2 separate regions of the Zea mays genome follow, and region 1 is linked to region 2. The links are chromatin contacts, called in public Hi-C maps. All regions are on one chromosome and are shown on one strand. The core of a region is the stretch at or near the end of the contact, and the rest is flanking DNA. Distances in the headings are between cores, read along the strand shown.

Region 1 (4,315 bases), core at 1,148-3,647, 150 kb after region 2:
TTTTTCTAAAGGATGATTCATGATGAGGTGTACCAAATGAATAAAAAAGAAGTGGTAGGAGTAGGTTCCACGTTCCACCAGCAGCCTGAAGAGTCGTTGCACCTTAATGTCACGGAAAGCATTATTGCCCGGTGGACCCGGCAGTACTCGGTGCCAGATGCCGCGTGATGCACGCCGCCGAATAAAAGCAATTTATTCGAAAGGTAAGTCAAAATAATAGTTGGAAACATTCAAAAAATAGCGATAGAAAATTTCAGTATCACAAAACGGTAGGTAGCGTATGGACATCCCGTGCCCAGCAGATAGCGGTTTGGCGGACAGGAGATGGATGCATGTCGGCCGCCGGTTTTGTCCTGTACAGGGGCACAATAATGCACCGGAGTATGGAAACACAAATTGCACAAAGCAACTTATCTTGTTACGCCATCCATTTATCTTATTATTACTTCCTCCGTTCAGAATTACAAAGCCACATAGAGCACATCCGAGGTACATACAGACTACAGAGAGTTTGCAGATACATAGATATTCCATAATGCAACATAACACGTAAGATTCTTAGGAGCTTGTTTAGGAGCTTGTTTAGGAGCGAAAAAACTTTAGCCCCTCCAATATCATTGCCACCAAACAAGACTAAGTGTCGTTTGTTGCCACCACGCAGCACTTATCTTAGACCTTGTCCAGCAGTTTATCCATAGTTTACTCAAAACACTACTGTATTTTAGACTACTATTCACAGAGTGAAATTTGAATATATGTATAATATATGAATAAGCTGCTGGACATAATAATCTTAAAGCTACCGCGCGTTACATATGGGCCAACTATTTTTTTCTAAAATAACCTGCTATTTCTTTTATTTTCTTTTCTCTTCCACTCGGAATATCGTTTTGAAAAGCTTTCACCTCGCTGTCAGCTTGCCGGCCAGCATCAATAGCTTCATTGGTGCCGTATAGTCCCAATAGTTTATGAAACGACGGCTTTTTATGCATGGTAGTCCAATAGATATGTTCTAATAAGACGGGAAGAACATATGGAACCCATGCATGAGCACCAAACAAGAAATCTAACTTTTATCATGGAAGATATATGTGTTCCAGCAAGTACTCTGATTGTTTCTCCTTAGGTTCTTCAGATCTATACAGTCTTCCTCCTCTCCTTTCTTGTTCACATGTAGCCTCCATATACAAAGATATCCTCTGTAGTTCTACTCTGCCCTTGGTCTCCACTTCTCTTGATACAATTAACTCCCGTGCTGGGGGACTATCCAGCATACTTATTAGTACTAGGTGAGGCCGGAAATTTCTTCTCGTGCAGAGAACAGGCTCAATTATCGGTAACCCAAGCTTAGTTGTCGTCATCAGCTCCTCTTTGACTCTTAGCAGAGTAAACCAGAGAGATCTCCTCTGCCATCGGGCACAGCAGCACCGGATCTGGTCGCGCCGAGCTCCAGATCTGCCAGTCTGTCCACGCCGGCAAGCTAAAACAACCGAGGCGACAGCTAAAATGGCGGAGAGTGGAAGAGAAAAGGCCAAGAAATTAGGAATTAGAGAACAACCTAGTTGGCCCTGGGATCTAACGCGCGGTGCCGAACCAAGGCCGGCAGTATGCGCCTTGTGGTGGCAAACGAACCTAGTTGGAGGCTGCATCCTTGGCCGCGGCGGGCCGTGGCGCCACCGCTGGCATGACAGGCTTCTCGCTGTGGACGAAGAAAGCGTAGAAGCCGCCACAGGTGGTAGCGGCTGCCATCGACCAGACAACAAGTTTGACTGGCAGGGGCATAATCTCAGCCACCTTGTAACTGAACATGATAGTAAGGAGGGTCGTGAGGCTCCAAACCCCAGCCTTGACCCTCGCGCGCTTTTGGGAGTGCTGCTGATCCAACTGCTCGTAGTAGCGCAAGCAGGCGAACAGGGCCACCAGGTCGAGATAAGATACCACGACGAAAGCGACGGAGCCGGCGTCACCGTTGGACCGATAAATCGCCATGCCTGAGTTGAAGGTGAGGAATAGGAAGCCAAGCACCGTGAGCCAGGAGAAGTCGGCCATTGCTGCAGGCGGCGGCGACCTCTGCTGCCCGGAACCAGGCAGCTTCTTTAATACCTCGATGTATCAGCAACGAAAGACGGAGGACGCAAGGCCAAGAAGCCTGTTTTTCGAAAGGGATCAGAACCCGTCGCTCATCTGCCGATATGAATGGGGAAGAGAAGAAAAAAATAAGATGGAGAGGAGCTTACCTTACGTAACGGCGAGAACTAGCAATCAGGGGCAGGGCAAGCTCGCCGCGGGGGCTGATTGCAGCGGAGGCGTTACAAAGCGCGTTGGTCGGTTGTAATAAGTTTTCTCTCCAACGAGCCCCTAGTCCGCTATATAGCGGCTGTTTGGTTGTTTGGACCACTAGATCCTAGATTCCTAGTTAAACCTAAGATGCAGGCTGGACTATACAGGGCCATATGACACTAACAAGGTGGGTCGGCCCGAGCACAGCACTAAAAAGCACGGCCCAGGTACGACACGACCCGTTCCATACAGTGCCAGTGTTGGGTCCGGCCCGTACACAGTGCCGGGCCCGGCTGGTACACAGTGTCGTGCCTGGGCCACCAACTCGGTCCGTAGTGTCGGCCCAGGCCCGACACGATTAAATGGGCTGGCACGGCTTTGGCACCGCCCTGGCGCCAGCGCGCGTGGCCCAGCCCAGCCATCAAAGCACCGAGCACGCCCGCGGCCTGCGCTAGTGCGTCACTGCGTCTGCACGTGTAAACCCTAAAGTCGCTCTCAGCTGCGGGCGATTGGGCGAACTCTCCTCTCCCTCGTTCCCTCCGCCTCCGCTCAGCGCTCCGGTCTCCCTCTCCGGTCTCCGGCTCTCCGCCTCCGCTCGGATCGATCGTCGGAGATCCTCTCCCCCGCTCCATCCTCAAGACCTCAACGGATTTGCGCATTTGTGGAATGGGTAACTCATATCCATAACCCTAGCTCCGTTCTCCCTCATCTGTCTCCTCTCTCCTGTCTTCTTCTCCCCCTCCGGTGTCATCTACACCAACTAGCACTGGCACACGACACAGCATCATCCTCGTCTACCTCGTCGTCTTCCTCGAGCAATCAAGCTCATACGCCGTCGGCTTGTACGGTGCTCCGGAATAAATCCGTCGAGGAACCGGGTGACCGGATCGATTGTTCGTCGATGGTCGACCAGTCGACATCGCCTGCGGAGATCCCGGTGCTCCGGCTTATTAGATAACGGGTAACCCTAACCCTAATCTCTTTTATTATGTAACCCTAGCTCCAGTCTCCCTCTCCTATCTCCTATCTTCTTCTCCCCCTCCGGTACTGTCCGGCACTGGCACACAACATCATCGTCATCTCCCTCGAGCTCAAACGTCGTCGGCTGCTACGGTGCTCCGAATTCAAATCCGTCGAGGAACCGGGTGGCCGGATCGGTAGTTCGTCGATGGTCGACCGGTCGTCGTCGCCTACGGAGATCCTGGTGCTCCGGCTTATTAGGTAATGGGTAACCCTAACCCTAATCTATTTTATTATGTAACCCTAACCCTAATCTTGTATTCATGTTGTAGCCGTTGAGGAACCGGGACTCCGATGGCCGTCTCCGATGATGAAACTGTTGAGATTGACTGCAACGAGGAGCGACGGTTGTGCGGGTTGGCCAGAGATGACGATGAGGATGACCTCCGGGAGGATGCTGCAGTGCTCTTTGGCCATAGCAGTGAGCATCCCATCCATGTAGGTGATGAACAAAAAGTCGGTGGCCAGGAAGGTGAAGGGGACGAACACAGTGCCAAGCGTTGTCGTCCTTCTACTTCTGCAGTCTGGTTAGATTTCGAGAAACTTTTCAAAATCGTGAACGGTAAGAAGGTAAGTTTGCAGCTAAGTGCATACATTGCTCTAAGCAATATTCTTCTCTCTCTAGTGGTGGCACTGGCCAACTCAGCCGACATAGGGATAGATGTCCTAGGAGGCGTGAAAAAACCCGCATGTCTCAGTCTCAGATATCTTTTAATCGTGATGGTAGTATGCATAACTGGGAGTACTATCCTATGGTTGCACGTAATGAATTGGTTCGATTGCTTGCTAGGCTAGAAATTCCTATTAATTTGGGTGAAAATGCTGCGTTTGAACTGCTCATAATCCTAAATTTGTGCCTGTCTCTAGGCAAACCACCACCAGAGACATGGTTAAATACTTCACTGACAAAAAGGCTAAGCTTGTTGAGACTCTTACTTCTTTTGATGTTAATTGTGTGTGTTTGACCTCTGACATTTGGTCTGGTAATGCCAAAGAGGACTACCTTAGTGTTGTT
Region 2 (4,554 bases), core at 1,174-3,673:
GCCTTGTTCATTTCACTGGGTCGTGATCTATTTGGCTCTCTACTTGTAACCATTCTTCCAAGTGGAGTCTATTTTTGTATATTGCCATCCTTGCCCAGTCTATTTGTGTCGCGCGAGATTTCTTATTGATTATGTCTAGTAATGGTGTTATGACTAAAACTAATGGTGTCGTGATGAAACTGAGGGCCTCCTATGAATGTACACACATGGAAGCGCTACTTGGCACGCGCTGGTATCACAATTAGTAGTCATAATCCATTATGAGATTATATCGATATGTTATCTTTTCACAAATTATTCTTACCACATGAGATTCCTTATTGGTGCCAATTCAATAATGGTGTCACGATTAATGACTTATGGTGTCGCCGCGAAACTGAGAGCCCCTTGTGATTGTACACGCAAGGTTATGCGGCTTGGCGCATGCTGGTATCAAGGTCTCTAGTCATAATCCATTATAGAACTACACTGATGTGTTATCTTCCATGGACCTTCCCTTGAAACAATTTCTATGTTGTTTGTCAAGTAATCAAGCAACATCTATCATCTCTGTTGGATCAAAAGGGCATACCACTTCCCATGTGCGGTCTCTTTTCTCTTGATGTTAGTGGTGACTGCACACATACATGGTCTCTTCACATCATTTGTTGCGAAAAGTAAAGCCTTCAAGCTTTTCAGTATTGAGAGATAACTGATTAGTTCTCAAAATGGTGATTGATTTTCCCTGCTGCTGAGATGCAGGAGTTGTTCATTCGCTCTCTTACTTAATCCATGTATTTCCGAACCAAGTCAGTTCATCTCACATGAAGAAATGGATGAACAACCTGACCAAATGGATTTCTACTCAAGTACATGATCTCCTGTTAGCAAATGTGAACTCTTAACCCTTAGCTTGCCGATGGGTACTAATAGGACCAACTCAATGTCAAAAGTAGTTCAACAAGTTGGTTTTACTAACTTGTATCTACATTGTGAACAAAGGTTGAGTTGAGAGATCGTTTTATCGAGTTGTCTAAACTCACTTTTGTACAACCCATCTTAAGGAAGTGTTTATAAGAATCGAGATTAAGTCGGCCAGTAACCACCTAATCATCTCTCTAGTCATGCCTCGATCGTATCACATGTGATTTTCTAACATATGTGATCAAGACGAGCCATGCTAAGTATTTGATGAAATGGGTTGGTCACGAAGTCAACATCAACATATCTCTTCATTGATATTTTCTTGAATCTCTATCATCCTTCGTGGACTTGAATTCTCTGGTTAGCCACATGTTAACCGCGATAGTATTCGACATCCACACCCGTCTCATGTGCTATGAACTTACCGTGACCGCTTGTTGGTAAACCTCCTTCTATGTGTTTTACCCAAGAGGTTGCAACTAACTCTGTTTGGGTAAAGTCGCATATCTACCGCTCGCCCAACAAACTCAGATAGTACAGTGTCATCAGAAAAAGCAAACTGCACACATGGAACCTTATGTGTTCTTTTGGCAGACATCGTCTCTATTGGTGGACATCTCTAAACTAGCTTAAGGCGATACATGTTATGTCCACTAGAGAAACCCCATCCTGAGACACTCGCCTTTGCTTGGAACTACCTTATACTATCACTGATATGGACATGAGTTACATGCTTCTCTACTCTTAAAAGTCTTTCGCTCCAAATCTCGGGATGAGATTCTTTTAAGGGGGGAGGGCTGTAACACCCCAGGTGTTATCTCCCGTTAAACAGCGAATATGGACTTAAGCAAGAACTACTGGGGTGAATAACGATTTCGATATTAGCCCCCATTTCCGATTACCGAGATTATTCGAGAAATCTCATTTAGCTTGGAATTTAATCATCTCACAAAAGTTCAAGTTTGATGCCGTATTCATCTCCATAATCTTAACAATTAAAAAGGTTTCATGAAACTTTTGGATTATCGAGTCTCGTTTGCTGGCGAAGTTGGAGATGTTCGGATCACGCGCGTAAGTGAATATGAATTTGGAGCCCCGCGCTGTCCGAAAAGAACAATGCGCCAGCACATTAATTGAATTGTTTCTCTCAGCATGTTATTCTTGCCATCAGATCAAATGATCGATATCTGGCGAGAATCGTAACAATTGGACGGGACTAAATACAGTCTTAAATACCGAAGCTGAACTCGTTTTAATCTGATCCGTTTACATTTTGCCCAGAATAGTCACGAAAGCTATCTAAACGAAATTTAGCCAGAAGTGTTAATCCTCTGATTTTTCCGTTTTATAATTTGTAGCCGCATAGCGCGTCGACCCATTATACATCGCTAAAAATCTTGATTCAAAATATCTATGATTTCCTTTTAAAAAAAGAGAAGAAATAAAAAAAGAAAATATCCCAGGGATCTTATCCTCACACCGCTCTCTCTTCCCTGATCTTTTCACCGCTCATGGGTCAACGACCTTATCCCTCACGCCGCGCGCTCTCCCTGGTGCTTCCTGCTCATCCATGGCGCGCTCCAATCCAGCTCCACGACCTCCCTCCGCCCCTCCCATCCATGGCCGCCCTCTCTGCTCGCTCGGCTTCCAGGTCCATGGCCGAGCTCCCATCCCCCGTGCGCGCGCCCCAGGCCCCTGCTCGGATTTCGCCCATCCGAGCTCCCTCGCTATGGCCGTCTCGCCCCTGCTCCAGCTCGGCTCCTCACCAGCAGTTTCTTTGGTGCTACTACGAGCTTGTCGTACCTCCGCTCCATGCCCTGCGTCTTCCCCACCAAGTCCCCCTCTGCTCTAGCCCTTGACCATGGCGTCTGGCACTCTGGCTCCTCCCCTCTGCTATCTCCCTCCTCAAGCCATGCACTCGGGTGTCGATCCCCTGCGCCACAGCAACCGTCCAGTCACGCCCAGGATCGTTTTGGTGTGCGCGTCGTTTTCCTGGCTCTCCTCACGCCGATGGTTGCTGCTCCCCATCACGCCGAGCTCCTCACTGTCGTGCGTCACTACGGGCTTGTCCTCAGTCAACGCGTTGTTGCCGGACGTGGTTGTCTCCGTCACTTGCGTCAGCTCACCAGCCCTACAGCTCTTTACGCCACCATCTTGTATCGCCGTCGATCTCGCCGTCGAACGTCATTCGTGGCGTCATCATCGTCCCTATCCACTCGTTTAGGTTCTCGCCATGCCATGGCGCACGGGAAGGTTGGCCGGAGTTGGCCATGGTGGTTGGGCACTGCTATTTTATGCGCCATGCTATGGTCGCACCCCCTTCCATGCTATTGTGTCGTGGCTGTCCTCGTCTCCTTTGTCGTGCATTTTCGACTCCAACCACTGCTTGCAGCATCGTCGATGTCACGCCTTTGTTAGACTTGACATGTCAAACTCCTTCCCGTCGCGCCTCGTGTGCCACTTGTTCGGCTAAATGTGAGACTCGGTCGTCGACACGCTGGCCGTCTCTTGGGATTCGACGTCGTCATCGCTTCCACCACCAGATGCTCAATGAAACGCCTAACCCTCGGAACTGTCATCATTCCAACAGCTTCGCCGCGTCTTGCGTCCCAGCTGGTGAGACTCGCAGTCCTCGCTCTGTTTAATTTCTCATCAGACGCCGATGTGGCTAGCTATGGATTTATGTATGTATGTGTGTTTGCGTGGAGGTCCCTATTCGCTGTCCACCTATTGCGCGACGAAAGGCTCGAACTGGGCATCGTTGTCAATCTCGTGGTTTCAAGTCGGATTTAGGTAATAGTAGCCAGTTCGTTACTTCCGCTATTGGTCGAATGAATTTAGTTAAACATATTAGTTGTGTCATTTCTCTCGTCGATAGCATGTGCGGTGTGGTCATAAGAATAATGTTTATTGAAATGCTCGAGTCACTTCCTGTGATAGGATCGTGTGTATGGTCAAATGCCTTAGTTACTTGTGATGCTATAGTCGTATTTTGTAATTGTGAGCTCGTGTTTGAATTATCATTTTGTGTGAGGAGTATTTGGGTAAACATGTATGTCTAGTGTATTTGAATTGATCTGATGTTGTGATGGGCTTGTGTTCAATGGTGAGTTTAATTTGCTACTCATGTTAATTAGCTTAATTCGTAGATTTAATAGGATATTAGTGAGACACAAAATAAGTTTAGTGTTTTTATCAACGTGGTGCTAGATTGTATCAGTGATGTGTGACGATTGTGTTAACGTGATAGAGTTTATTATTGTTTAGTAAATGCATTGCTTAGTAGGGTTTGGACTAAAATATGTGATTATATGAATTGAAACTAAATTGTTCTTCATGAGCGATGTGTGGTATAATTAATAATGCGAGGGATAAGTTTAGCATTTAATTAGTTAGCCGATAAGTTCTGGTTAGGCTAATTGTGTTAAGTGTGTATAGTTTGTTGCTTCGTGATGTTTGCGTTAGATTCGGTTAATCTAGAGAAGCGTGATTATTGCGCTTGGTCATATGGCGATAGGTAGTGTTTGCTCATGAAATGTCGTGATGCCTTCCCATTAAGTGTATAATTCTATACTGTGTAAAATCGTAATATTATCTTGCGATATTCGTCTTGATATTCATACATGTGATCGTGCATCCCATGAGGTACGT

What was found. Hi-C and Micro-C count contacts between places; a contact is called where the count stands out from the background.
Region 1: a contact with region 2 is called in a Hi-C map of bundle sheath, with 2.2 times the contacts expected there. The contact joins the promoter of LOC100276552 here to the promoter of LOC100502256 in region 2. A contact is called at or near these places in 2 of 25 Hi-C or Micro-C datasets (bundle sheath and tassel).

The regions. Positions count from the first base shown.
Region 1 is chr9:87,553,852-87,558,166 of Zm-B73-REFERENCE-NAM-5.0, forward strand. LOC100276552 reads right to left here and starts at 2,398. Exons shown (of 2, transcript NM_001150313.2): 1 at 2,238-2,398; 2 at 411-2,149. The coding sequence starts at 2,049. The coding sequence ends at 1,633.
Region 2 is chr9:87,401,298-87,405,851 of Zm-B73-REFERENCE-NAM-5.0, forward strand. It overlaps LOC100502256, which reads left to right and starts at 2,424. Exons shown (of 1, transcript NM_001196733.1): 1 at 2,424-3,857. The coding sequence starts at 2,716. The coding sequence ends at 3,321.